3 separate regions of the Zea mays genome follow, and all the other regions are linked to region 2. The links are chromatin contacts, called in public Hi-C maps. All regions are on one chromosome and are shown on one strand. The core of a region is the stretch at or near the end of the contact, and the rest is flanking DNA. Distances in the headings are between cores, read along the strand shown. Region 1 holds the start of LOC100274798. Region 2 holds the start of LOC103642456 (protein ROLLING AND ERECT LEAF 2). Region 3 holds the start of LOC100383276.

Region 1 (4,448 bases), core at 1,839-4,338, 860 kb after region 2:
GATCGCTTTCAGGATTCTGCTAGGTCTGGCTACTTTGGGGCGAGACGGACGGACGAAGTGAGAGAGAGAGAGAGGCGCTCCCCGCGAGGTTTTGCCCGCCAGGACGGTGACGGCGGCGTTTTCACTTCATGCATGGATAATAAAAAGCCCTGGCTGATTTTCCTATATATCCGCAGCAGTACGAAAGTAAAATATTGATTAATGTTTGTTGTTCCTACATGATCCAGACACACTGAACGGATGATTACAAGATCTGCCGCCGCAAACCCGAACTGACTGTATTTATTTAGTAGCCGCTGATTTTGGCAGCCCCGACCTAGTCTAGCGCGCGGGATAAAATCAAATTTAAGGGTTAGTTTGGGAACACCGTATTTTTCAAGGGATTTCAATTTTTCCAAAAAAAATAAAACTAATTTTTTTGTTAAAATGAAAATCCCTTAGAAAAATGAGATTCCCAAATTAACACAAACAAAAAAAATTGTGAATGCCTTAACAACTAATGGAGATTTGCTAAGTCATTCCGTACTGGCAATATAATGACCCAGAAATTAACGAAGCAGCAGCGACGAAACAACCGTCTGACGCTTTTCTTTTCTTTTTCCTTTCCTTTCCGGCCGGCCGACTAGGACCGACAGACCTGCAGAGTGGACTTTGCCACTAGCTATCTAGCTAGGCAGCTAGCTTAACAAATCGTCATGTCCAAAGCATGCTTTGGCTGCGGACCTACTAGTATTCGTAGTAATAATCACACTAACTATGTGTACGGAGAATACTTGAGAAAAGCAACTAGGCGAGACCGACATGGACGGGTCAGATCTACCAGGCAGCCCGTGGCACAACATGATTTTAGCCCATCACAGACGCACGTCTTTATCCCAAATGCATTTGCAAATAAATTATAATATACATGATGTACTAGTTAGTGTTTGGATGGAGGGACAAGTAATAATGAAGAGAGATAGGATAGAATCATTCTAACTTGACCTACATTTGGTTTAGATGTCTAGAGTTAAGGTCAAAAAATATTTTTAAAAAATATTGAATGGTATCATCCTTCAAAAAATAAGAGACTGGATCAGCCCAGGATCAGTTGATCGTGTCCCATCCCTCGTTGACAACGAACAAAGTCATTTAGACAATCATGCAACGAGTTAAATTAAACCGGTCGGTGCAGAGTTCGCTACTCTAATAGCTAGTTTGGAAACTCAAATCTCCTTATGGATTGAAGAGAAAATTATATTAGTTCATTTCCACCTTAAATCCCCTCTAGGGCATGTTCGGTTATACTAATCCTAAGGGGATCTGAGGTTTCCAAAATAGCTCTAGTTGTTATATATATCACGCGTTGGTAGCACAACGTAAACGTGCATGCATGTTAGGGGTCGGCTAAATGTTGGCACGGAGATCTGGAAGAGAATCCCCCGCCTTGACTACGTACATGACTACACTGATCGACGCTGGACGGATGGATGAGGTCGATACGGCAAAGTATGCTGCGCACCATATTATACTTTATACATGTAGAGTCAAACGCTACAGACGGCAAAGGTAAAGCTAACCGGCGGTGGCTATATATAATAAACTCGACCATCATCACAATGCAATCATATGCATGCATGTATTGGGCTATTGGCCAAGAAGAGATATTCTAAGCATCTCGTGTTCTTAATGCTGCAATGAGCTAGCTAGCCGGGCCCAAGTAGTAGAGCTGTCCGACAGAGGAAACGAAGAGGATTCATCTATCCCTTTGTGGGGGCAAGGACCATGGACGATCATGATTCTTGAGCAACCACAGTTGACAGATGGATGGTTGGTACTGGTCGTTGATACGAGTACTAGTTTTTTTTTTAAAAAAAAAATTAGGGTTGCGGTTAGAACCGCGCAGAACAGCGCGAAACCTTTCTAGCTCCCTCGTGTGCGCGTAGTCGATCGGACAGAGAAAAAGGTTGGTGATGCAAAAGGCGCAGAGGAGTTGCATGCCCACTGAACAATGGTTATATATTTATATATAAGAACCACCATGCATGCAGCATGTTAGCTCTCCTACCTGTCAGTTTGGATCCTGGAAACCCATGGATTGTTTAAATTAATAGACTATCTTCAGCATCTTAATCATCCACATACTCATATTCAAACTTTACTCTATAAAAAGTACAGTCTACAGTATAGAACAATACAAAACATCTTTTTTTGTTAAACTATAAATAAACTGGTGCGGCTTTATGATCTGTTGTACATACATCCAAAAAAGGACAAGTGAGAGCTTGTATATATATGGACAGTAGTAGCACAAAGGCTCCTGCCTCCTAGTCCTAGTGCCACTTCTTCTCACGACTAGTAGTAGGTAGCCCAGTACATGCAGCCACGACGTTAACGTAGCCCATCCCAGCCGCGACGACAACTGGGCCGGGCGGGGCCCAATACCACCGCGCGCATGATGGGCCGCCGATCCGCCGCGGGGCGGGACACGCTTCCCGCCGCACAAGCCACAAGCCAATAATAATTCTTCCCCGACTCACCTCACGTCCTCACCCACCTTCTTGGACCAACCAAAGAAGGGATGTCTGAACCATGTACTGGTGAATGCATGTTCAGAATGAAACTCCCTCCCTTTGCCAAAATATGTGGTGAAGCCCGATAACTCCTTGGACTGTGTACGTGCTGCCAATCAGCACTACATCTTTGTTTACAATGTCAGTCCACAAATCTCAACGCAAGTTAGTTAGGAGTATAGTACAATGCCAATCGACATTACAGCCTGTTTTACCTGCCTTGCTTCTGTTACTCTAAAGATAGCTTCTCACGGCATTTGGTACCGTCGTTTAGAATTATTATAATAATAATAATACTCCTATACACCAGCTGTATACATCTTCTTCTTTTTTTTTAAAAAAAAGACAATTTAATTATTCTGCACCGAGCCTTTAACACGAGCAAAGTGCAAAGCCGAGGGTTGTAATAAAGCCGGGCCCACAGAAAAAGTCGACCAAAGCGGTTTATCTGCTGCCTCTCTTTCGCTTCCTCTCTCTCTCTCTCTCTATAGACGACGACAAGTATTTAACAGCCTCGGCGCGGCCGCCTTGCATTCTTCGCGTTTGTCCGCCAGCCCCTCCCTCGTTCGTTCCACTTCCACCTCCTCCCTCGCATCGCATCGCACCCGCCGCCCGTGATCTCCCGCGCGCCTACCTACGGCGGCCAGATGAGCTCCGCGGCGGCCGACGCCCTGCCGCCGGCGCTGCCGCCGATCAGGACCACGGCGGAGCCCGTGGCCTCGCCCTCGCCTCCAGCGGAGAAGGGGGCGCAGGAGCAGGAGCAGGAGCAGGAGGCGGAGCCCACGACGCCGACGTCGGAGGAGAGCCGGCTTCGGGCGCCGGCCGAGTGCCCTCCGGCGCCGCGGAAGCCGGCGTGGGCGCCTCCGCGGCCGCCGCCGGTGCCACCAACGCCCGCCAAGCGCAGGCTCCCGTCTTCCGCTGCGCCGTCGGCGTCGGCGTCGCCGCGCCGCGCCTTCTACCCCGTCGCCCGCGACCTCGCCGCCGTGTTCCGCGCCCTGCCGCCCAAGAAGAGGATCCGCGCGGGCTGACGGCCAGTTGCGTGCCTTGCGCACTTGCGGGCACGCACCGCGCCGACCTCACCGGCATGGTGGTACAGACTACAGAGTACAGACCTCTCGTAGAAATGGTGTGTTGGTTTATTATTTACTTGCCCTATGCTTCTTCTTCTTCTTTTTTTTAGTGTGGTTGTGCGTGCGTGTGTGTGTGGAATAGACGAAACTGTAGAGTTGGGAATTGTTCTTATTTACAGGGGGGTGATGAATTGGGGTGGGGGGAGAGAAGAAATAGAAAGCATGTAAGAGAGTTCGCAGAGATCTGTTCATTACTACATTCGTTATAGTAAACTATAGCTCACAGTTCGCCAAAATCACTCGCTTTCGCTTTCGCCTGAAGGTGAGAAAAAAAGAAGAAGGACTAATAATTGTCTCAGCTCGGTTCTGTTCAGTTCAGTCCAGTGCAGTTCTGTTTCTGTTGGTGCATGCTGCTTGACGATGGCCTTGAACTTGAAGATCTCGATAACAAGTGTGGGTGGGTGGCTGGCAGAGAGAGTGACGGTAGAGACGACCCTGCAGGTGAAGAAGAAGAGGAGGATGCGCGTTTGCGATGGAGGATTGGAGTGGAGCAAGCATGCAAAAGGAGGTGGGGGGGAATGATGGGTGGTCGTAAACGTGGGCTGCAAATGCAGGCTGGTGGGATGTGCTACTTTGTGGCCGCTATCTCTTTTGTCCCGGCACTGCACTGCACTTTGGTGTGGGAGAGGAGGAGAATCTTGTGTTCCATTCATGAGAGCGGCGTGCATTGCAATTGCAATTGCAATGCATGGGGATGATGGCTGTTGCCTGTTGGGTGGATATGCCGGCTGCTAGTAGATCTATCTATCTATACTACATGGAAGCT
Region 2 (5,042 bases), core at 2,095-4,594:
CCTGTTATAAGGTGGCGGGTAGTATGAAGACGATCTCACTGGTGAAGAGGGTGTTGGTAGGAATCTATCCACCATGACACTGTCGTTGTCCATAGGGTAATTTGACTCGACACGGACTGTTTCCACCGGACGTGGGTGCTCCTCAATGGACACTGATGGGTTAGGCCCTGACCTCAGGTACCTTGAAACATGAATAGTTCTCTTCTCATATGAACCATAAGGCAGACCAAGCATCTCTGGCTTCTGTTGCTTGATAGGGGAGATGAATGTATCGAAGATTAGCTCATGGTGATCATCTCCGGCAACAAACCGTTGGAGAGCCACCGAAACACGCTTCAGGGACTCAATGTAAGCAATGTGGGAAGATGCAAATCGGTTGCGCTGCTCCAGTGCCTGCTTGATCAAGTCCCTTCTGTCCCGGCACATCTTGACAGCCTCCTCATCTTCTAACCTGGAAGCAGCACATCCCATCTCTCCAAAGCCTTGTATAGTGTTCAAGAACCAGTCATGCTTGTATCATAATCTTTGAGCTTGATCGTGAGAAGAAAAAATGACAGATTGTTACAGAAAAGTTTCAGCATCAGGAAACCAGGTATTGCTTTATCCATCGCTGTGGAAATTACCTAAAACTGTAGAAAGGTCACTTGTTGAAGCAAGAATACTGCTGTTGAAGCCAGCGGATGGGGGGATGACCTGGACCACAATCCTACAACAACAACAAAACCTTTTAGTCCCAAGTAAGTTAGAGTAGACTAAAGTTGAAACGCAACAGAAGCTACAAATCAAGATTTGGTCATGTGGATATTTGTTTTCAGTTTGCTCCTAATCAAGGTTAAATCTGTGGGTATATTCTATCATTTCAGGTTTTCTTTTACTGTCGCTTCCTATGTCTTCCCTTGTATCTCTTGCCATCTCGCCTTAGAATTCCACTATACACTAATGTCTCTAGAAGTCTTTGTTAGACATGTTCAAATCATCTCAATTGGTGTTGGACAAGCTTTTCTTCAATCAGTGCTACCCCTGCCTATCACGCATATTATCATTTCAGACTCGATTCCTTCTGGTATGACCACAAAAGTATGTTTCGAAGAGTTCATAAACAACAAGCATGTTCCAAAGTGTTCATAAACAACATTGATGACGTGAAATGATCATATACAATAAGCTTACTACATGTATCAGCAGAGAACTAAAGCATATGTGATCCATGTGCAAGTCGAAAACCATAAAGGATAGATTCAATGCCAAAGACTCCTATATGAGTGGGGTCTAGAGAAGAGATAAACCGAGACAAGTTTTTCCTGCAAATGCGGAGAGGCTGTTTCAAACCTGTGACTTGGTGACTTGTTGAGACAGCTGCACCAGGTTTCAAGAACCATGAGAGGATGACTACTTGGCCACTTATATCAAGCCCTGAAACTATCATTCCCAAAAGTGGAATGAAAGCTACAAGACATCAGAAAGACGATCCTTTTTGCAAACGAAATGCCCCACTGCAACATGCCCTACACCGCAACCAAATTGTTTTCTCCTTATTGAAGAGGACTAAGGAAGCATGAAAGTGAAGAATATCGTCCTTGGCACAGCAAGAGATGAAGGGGGGCCTACCTTCTGCTACTTGCGTAATGGTGGTCACAGTAAACGGACTCGACAATTAAACTAAATTCAGTTCAGGACACTGAGATGCTGGGCGAGGACAGCGCCTTGAAAACTAGCAGTGCTGGTACAATCCCACATTTTGTTTCAGGGACAAATAATGTCACCATTAATGTATTTAAACCATAGGCAGACACGAAAGGCAATAAAATAGAAAGATATCGTCGTATAGGTGAAATCAGGGATCAGCCGCTGAAGATTTTAACAGTAAAACGAGAGCAGGATTGTAAGCCTTGGACACTGTACAAACTGGTGGACCTGGATGGAGTAATCGTGTACAACTTTGTCTCTATGCAGTCGGCGAAAGTAAACATAAAAACACACAAAATGCAGGTAAAGCCCCAAATTCTGGTGGTAATTTATAGCTAATAACAACTTTGTCTCTTTGCACACTGAGAGAGAGAGAGAGAGAGAGAGGTCACGGGCTCTTTGTAGCTCAGGAACGAAACTGATTCAGAGAAAGGGAACTGCTAGGAATCCAAAGCGGGTTCAGTTTCTCTTGATAGTCTGAGAAGAAAAATGGGGGTGGAGCGGGAAGTTCTACGAAACTCCTGTTCGCGCTGAAAATCTCGATCTTTTAACAGATCGGATCATCAGAGAAGGGCCGTTGTATGCCGCGAGGTGGAACCGTGAACTCAGCTGAGAATGAAAGTGCAAGTGCACGCATGTCTGTCTTACTCTTAACGCATCACACAGTCCATGCTGAAGCAGGGAGAGCTGAAATCGATTTATTGAAAGGTCTGATCCCACAATAATCCGAAAACCCACAGCGCATTCCTGACGAACACCAAAGGTAGGCACGACGAGGGACCAGCTGGTGAAGGAGACGCGAGGGAAAAAAACAGGAGAAAGACGGGGGGGGGGGGGGGGGGGGGGGGGGGGGGGGGGGGGGGGGGAAAGAGAGAAAAATGTAGCCGTGAACAACCCCCCCTCTCGCCAATTGCCAAATCAAAGACCGAACGGCGACAGGCACAATGTAAGAGAGGAAAGGGGAGAAGGGAGGCCGAGTGAGCAGGAACAGGCAGAGGCGGGCATGATTGTGAAGTGCCAAGGAAGCAAAGGCGACGAGGAACGGTCGAACGGAGGATGAAACAGAGGGGAGGGCGGGCGTACCGACTACCGAGAGAAGAGGAACCAGGGAAGGGACGGACGGCGCACACGTTCTTGAAGCGCTGAAAAGGACGCGCGCAATTCTTAAAGATCGGGAGCAGCTAGCTCCTCTACAAGAACGAACCCATTCCTCCCGCCTCTCTCTCTCTCTCTCTCTACCCGCTTTGGCGTTCCACAGATTTGTCGCCCCGGCCGCATCGATTGCGAGCATTAATTTAACAGAACGAAAGGTGCGATGCGTGTGTGCATTTTCGCATTAGAATAAGAATCGGAGGTAGTATACCTGAGAGAGAGGGAGTGAGGGAGACGGCCTTCTCTTTTCCAGGAGGCTGCTGCTGCTGCTGCTGAGTGTGTGAAGTGTGAACAAGACGGAGTCTTTGTGCAACTGCAGTCTGCAGAGGTGGGAGAGAGAGAGAGAGTGTGTGGAGTGGATTGGAGTGGCATAGCAGGGAAACGAAGTAGAGAGAGAGAGAGAGGCTACAACGGTCAAAATGACGGGAGGAGAAATCACCGGCGATGAGAGAGGGAGGGAGTTGAGAGAAGAGAGAGAGTGTGTGTGTGTGAGAGAGAGAGATGTGTGTGTGAAAGCAGACGCTACTGGAGGGTAGGCCAGCCAGATGCTATGCGAAACTGAATTCAGGCGTGGCCCCACATTTCTTTGTTACTAGTAGTATTTTTCTTCCCAATAATACCTCACTCGTTATTTTCTTTTTCGTCCTTTCACCAATGATTTTCTCTCTGCAAATGTTTCAGGCGTCATGGGCCTACATTGGGCCTGTTTGTTTCGGCTTCTGGCAGCTTCTGGTCACCAAAAGCTGCTGCGGACTGCCAAACGCTCAGCTTTTCAGACAGCTTCTATAAAATTCGTTGGGGCAAAAACCATCCAAAATCAACATAAACACATAATCAGTTGAGTCGTTGTGATAGTAGTAATCCGTCACTTTCTAGATCCTGAGCCCTATGAACAACTTTATCTTCCTCCACACGTAATCGTAATGATACTCAGATTCTCCTCACAGCCAGATTCTCCCCACAGCTAGATTTTCAGAAAAGCTGATCAGAAAAAAGCTGAACCAAACAGGCCCATTTTCTTTCTTAGTACTAGCATATACATTTTTTTTCTTCATGGAAATTGGTCTATGAAGGATGAAGCACATTCCAAGCAACTTAAGACCCGTTTGAATCCGCCTAACTAGCTATTAGTCGCCTTGACGAGAGAAAAAATAGGTAATTATTAGCTAATTAGTAGGTAAGACGTTAGCTGCCTTGTTAGCTGGAGCTCAAATTTGTAGTGTTCTGTGGTTAAGACGTTAGCGGCGACGGCGTAGGTAAACCGGAACCGGCATTAGTTAATTTATTTCTTCAAAAGATCAGCATTAGTTAGTTTTTTATGCTATATGGATTACAAGGATGACAGTAGGGCCTCATCGAGAAATAGCCCCCATCATCGTCACACGATGAAATTTTTTCCCGTGGATATTCTCGTGAACGTTTGCGGGAGATATTTCTTCCTCATCTCCGTTCACCGCGGGAATAAATCTGTGACGGGAATCCCATAACCACTTAAATTATAATTAGGACATACTTTCTTTGTTATTAATGCACACCGTTGTCACTTATACACATTGTCAAATGTAAGAAAACTTTATATGTACATCAAAATGAATACATTTGTATAATAAATGGTCTCTTGATAAGATAATATTTAGTTTTATCAACAATTATTACGTAGAAATATCGTCACATATAAGTTTAACTGGTCCCGCGAGAACAGGGATGGAAATGCTTCCCCGTCCCCGTTTACCTATCAGGGGGGGGGGGGGGGAGTTTTTCTCCATTTGCATCCCCAAGAAACTTTCACATAGTCATCTTCTAATGGATGGATTCCCCATAGAAAATTAGAGATAGGGCTCGTTGCCATCCCAATGGATCCAAATTGTGGCTTTGCATAAGGAATGAAACTACTTTTACAACATGTTTATTTGTTGATAATTTTTTATCCCTGTAAGGGCTAATTTGGAAATACTATTTTTTCAAGAAATTTTTATTTTTTCTAAGAGAAATTAGTTTTTTTAGAAAAATAAGAATTTCTTAGAAAAATGAGTTCTCAAACTAGCTCTAAGGGTTTTTTTTTTCTCTACCTGACTCTCTCTCTCTCTGCAAAGGAGCATTCTTGTGTTCGTTAGATTAAAAAATCTCTTTCCTTTCTCGTTGGTCCGCGATGATTTATTACGTGGCACGTGCGCATGTGTATGCGACAAAGTTTCCTACGCTAG
Region 3 (4,701 bases), core at 1,385-3,884, 790 kb after region 2:
TTGCCATGCATATGTTGAGAGATCAGGGTGCGCCGCCACCTATTGAGCCAACCGGAGGTCCACATCCTAGGAAAGCAGGGACGGGTGGTGGTCCTTCAATGCGTGGCCCATCCCCAATCTTTGGCGCTCCTTCCCCTCATCATATGCATGATCCTCGCAGAATACGAAGGTTAGTATTTACTTGTCTATCTCAAGTTTCTTTGCACTTTGCACTGCGTTTCTCATGATCATGAAGTCATCACTCTTTGAATAAAACAATTCATTTGCCACATTCTGAGACGAGGCCTTTGACAGTGAGACAAAGCAATGCGTAACTGTTTATCCGTTGCCAACTTAAGTTTGATATCATTCTGTTTTACATTTTGCCTTGATTTGTATATTGGGAGCCTCCGGACCTCACTCATGTGGGAGACTCTGGTAGTAGGTCTGTCCTTGGTTTTTGTTTTGGCCATTTCTTGTGAGTTTGAGTACCAAATTTGAACACTTGACTGTAAAATTTAAGCTGATCGGCTGATTAAAACTCCTGCTTGCTGCCACTGGAAAATGTTCTAGTTGAAGAATGGTTGGAATTTTGGATTATGGGACTCTGTTCGCTTCTGATTGCTGCAGCAACCGCTGCGGCATTCATTCAGCAGCAGCTGTTGCCTCACTTTACAACCCAAGCAGCCGCAGGAGCTTTGGCTGTGCAGCCATCTCTACCGACACTGCTATCTGCAGTCCTAGTCGTTCTCAAGTCTCAACCATGTTCTAGTACTTCTGCAACCATATTATGATCGTGTGGAATATGGCCAGTTTATAACAAATGCTTGACTAGGACGTACGTCTTTCCAGATACCTAGCGATGCAAACATTTCGTCTGTTTGGTACACCCTCTCACCAGTTCTTGACCTCACCGTGCTTGCAGCTACCAAGACCTCGATGCTCCGGAGGACGAAGTGACTGTCATGGACTACCGAAGCTTGTAGACTTCCTCCAGTTCTTGTGCATCCAGATACCTTTGTAGTCAACATTTTTAGCGCGAGAGAAAAACACCTTGCTCTTTCTAGAATCGCCGCGGAGGAAACCCCGGCAGGCTTTTTGTGTCGCGACCACTGAGATGTCAGCTTCTCAGTGTTTTGTAAAACGAAACACAGGAAGTACATTACAACTTCTCCCCATTAAACAAGGTGAAAGATTTCCATCAGTGTTTTGTTTTTTTGGTCAGCCCAGCATTGATGTACATGTACGTACCTTGGCAAATAGGGCGGGGGTTCGTTTGTCGCTGCACATGCAAATGGCAAGTGGAGTCGACTGGTGTCTGCTCTCGCAGTTTATTATATTCTGTGCCTGCCTGGAGCTGTTTCCGGGAATTCTTCATTTCTTCCCCGTGACCGTGATCCTGATCCGTGGGAGCTGGCAAGCATGCTGGTCCAGCTCGTGGACGGAAACTGTTTGGAAAGCTCCAGCCCCTGGACCTGGACCTGGAGCGCTGAGCTGGACGGGTGGACCCCAGATCCGGTCCAGTCTGTCTGTATCTGCTCACCCAATCTGGACAACACGTGGAAACACACTGCTGAGTGCTGACTGCGATGTGCGATCGCATCGCATGCATGACCCAGCGACGGTCGCGGGGGCCTCAATCAACACGGCGAACACGAAACCCAGCGGATGACAGATGCGCCGGAACGGGCGTGCCGCGCCACGCTTCCTTGCTGGCCAGCGGCGGCGAGCAGCCGGCGGTGGTCGCTGTCGGCCACCCACCGCCGGAGCCGGAGCTCTCGCTCTCGTGCCCCGGCGTGCAAGTAAATCCGTGACCCGTGAGAAAGGGAGGCGGGCGAGTACTATGATTGGGCGGCAGGGCGCTGTACCCGTACTGAGGGAAGACGAGCAGGAGCATGTGTGCGGTGGTGTGTGACCGAAGAGCCCGGGTTTCCGGCGAAGTGAGTGGCACGCGACGTGGACCGGACCGGAGCGGGATCCTGGACGGATCGCAAGCTGGACCCAGTAATGACCGTAATACCGTATGCTGCTGCTGCTGCTGCTTCCTCTTCAGCATTCCTTTTGTCGCCTGACCGATCGTCTATACATCGTATTGATATGTCATAGTACGTGACTGTTGCCGGTGCATGCAACTCCTTTTTTCGTTCTTTCTTTTTGATATATCGCGGGAGATGAATCCTGCTACGTGCTACTTGGACATGACAGTAGTGCCATGTCTGTGGTTCGCATCGATCGAGTTGTATCCTCATGCTCCACTGCTCCAGTATCCCATTATCCTTTTGGGTCCCGTCTGTGAATGAATCCATCGAGCTGCGTCTCCATTTCAAACCTGTCAGCTAAACCCGCCGCGCCAAGCTTGACTCGAGTAATCCGCAGCGTCCGATTCCGATCGTTACTTCCCGCCGGACACGGATCACTGACCGGTGGGCCACCTCCACGTCTGGACGAGCTCCCACGGTCCTGGCCATGCGCGGGCCCATGTGGCAGCGTGATGCGCCGCAAGAAGCTTCCACGAAGCTTCATGGCCGCTACCGCCTCGAGAACAAGTCCCCATTCCCGACCGCAAAAGCGGGCCGAGCCGAGGAAGAAGAGAACAAAACGAAACCCGAAGCTTTTTCCCCCATTCTTCGCTGGATATACAGGAGGATTTTCAGAGTCAGGGAGGTGAGGGAGAGAGGGCGAGGCAACTGTGTGTGTGTGTGTGTGTGTGAGCAGGCCCGCCGAGAAGAACCTTCGCGACGCCGAGGTGAGCCGCGACTGGGTTCCCGCCGGCCCCACCTGGCGTCCCCAGCGATCTCGTGGTGACGTCTGTGTGGCGCGCAGGGGTCGGTCGCGCGCGGGCGCTCGTCGGTCGGTCGGTCGGTCGGTGTCGTCTCTCCTGCGAAGGTGCCCCTGGCTGCTGCTGCCGGGGTGGTCTGATCGGGCATGGCGCAGGGGAGTTCGCCGCCGCCGCCGGAGATCCGCTCGCCGGACGAGCGGGCCGCGGCGGAGGACCCCGCCGAGGCGGAGGCGGGGGAGGTGGTCTTCGACGACGCGTTCGACATACCCCATAAGAACGCTCCGCACGACCGGTTGCGCCGGTGGAGGGTACGCGATCGTCTCCCTCCTCTGACTGTCTCTGTTCCCTTCGGATTTGGATCTTCGGTTGGCCTGTCGTGCCCCGGGGATCTGGGTTGCGTCCTCCGTGTGGTTTACCTCGATTTGGAAATCATTAGTGCGTATGCCGTACTCTAACCGTTTGAGTGTTCTCGGAGAATAAAATAAGTATACAGCCATTGTCGGTATGATCGTGACTGGGGTGTGGAGTTCGGAGTGTGGTTGTGGAGGCGTCGTTTCCATTTTCGAGGCTCCAAGCGTTCTGCCGCACGGAGAGAAGGGGAATTGCGAATGTGTGACGAGCATTTCACTGAAGAGTTATACTCCAGTGAAATGTCCCGATGCTTTGATTCGGGGGTTCAGCAGCCTCTTTTCTCCTAATGACATGCGCACTGTGCTTGTTTTCTTTCTACATTCCTACAAATGCATTGTGGATCGTGGTCTGTTTGCGGACACAACACACAATGCCTGATCCTGCCACTTTGCGCAAATTCATGTAGCCACAGAGTTTTCCAAACATTGATGCTCTTATGCAGACGAGGATACTGTCTGTAGCTTGGCTGGATTATCCCGTTGACATGCTGGGGAGATTATTAAAAGAAGCAGGCATCAATTTTATGGCAATGAGATACTAGTTGTTTCACTTATTATTACTTATTAATAGTTCAAAGTTGCTTATGTGAGATTTTTTTCATGGTAAAGCTGAAGTTTGGCCTTTGGTATACAGAAGTTTGCTGTGTCTGTGTATAGTGGATGGACACAAGCTTCTACTGTTGAGTTCTGACAAATATGGTTATTCTCTTCATTTCAGCAAGCTGCTCTTGTTCTTAATGCTTCACGACGTTTTAGATATACTCTTGACCTTAAAAAGGAGGAAGAGAAAGAGATTATAAGGAGGAAGATCCGGTCCCATGCGCAAGTTATACGGGTACTGTGTCATCTGCTTACTGAGATACCACATTTTTTTTCGTTTCATTATTTTTGTATTCTGAATTTGTATTCTCCAGGCAGCATTTCTTTTCAAAGAAGCTGGGCAAAAAGATATCAGAGGTACGACTGCTACTTCATAGATATTTAACCTCTGTTTTTGTGTTCATTTTTATAGAAACATGTTACTATTATGCCATCAATTATCATCCCATCCTTATAAAGGCTAGTGCCTAGTGATAAAAAGGGCAACAAATTTATGTTTTCATTGTTCATTTTCAAAAACTATAGCATCTTCCCTGGTAGCAATGCACCTAAGAGCACAGTTCTATATAATATAGAATTAAATGCTTCGGTGGCCTCTGAACTTGGCAAGGAATGCCACTTAGGTCCACAAACTTTAAAAATGTATTTCTAGATCCTTGCTTGAACTTGTTAGGTGTTGTACCACACATCCCTAAACTTGTAAAAAAAAGGTGCATCACAGGTCCAATTGTGGACTACACCGACCACTGTGGTGTGCCACTTAACAAGTTTGAGGATCTAGAAATACATTTTCAGAGTTTGTTGACCTAAGTGGCATCCATTGACAAGTTCAGGACCGCTCATGCATTTAACTCTATAATATGATACAAAAATAATGATGTTGTAATGCGCTTGGATTACAGCAACAGTCATAATAATTTGTTTTGCTAGTTT

The links. A called contact is a pair of places that touch in the nucleus more often than the background predicts.
Region 1: a contact with region 2 is called in a Hi-C map of ear, with 3 times the contacts expected there. The contact joins the promoter of LOC100274798 here to the promoter of LOC103642456 in region 2. A contact is called at or near these places in 2 of 25 Hi-C or Micro-C datasets (ear and tassel).
Region 3: a contact with region 2 is called in a Hi-C map of ear, with 1.9 times the contacts expected there. The contact joins the promoter of LOC100383276 here to the promoter of LOC103642456 in region 2. A contact is called at or near these places in 4 of 25 Hi-C or Micro-C datasets (ear, endosperm, leaf and 1 more).

What each region holds. Positions count from the first base shown.
Region 1 is chr1:195,821,780-195,826,227 of Zm-B73-REFERENCE-NAM-5.0, forward strand. LOC100274798 reads left to right here and starts at 3,089. Exons shown (of 1, transcript NM_001374114.1): 1 at 3,089-3,918. The coding sequence starts at 3,200. The coding sequence ends at 3,580.
Region 2 is chr1:194,965,073-194,970,114 of Zm-B73-REFERENCE-NAM-5.0, forward strand. It overlaps LOC103642456 (protein ROLLING AND ERECT LEAF 2), which reads right to left and starts at 3,345. Exons shown (of 6, transcript XM_020546612.3): 1 at 3,050-3,345; 2 at 624-706; 3 at 1-530. The coding sequence starts at 471.
Region 3 is chr1:195,751,062-195,755,762 of Zm-B73-REFERENCE-NAM-5.0, forward strand. LOC100383276 reads left to right here and starts at 2,635. Exons shown (of 34, transcript NM_001367907.1): 1 at 2,635-3,066; 2 at 3,887-4,003; 3 at 4,083-4,125. The coding sequence starts at 2,905. It overlaps LOC732796 (serrate RNA effector molecule), which reads left to right. Exons shown (of 12, transcript NM_001308505.1): 11 at 1-169; 12 at 905-1,266. The coding sequence ends at 965.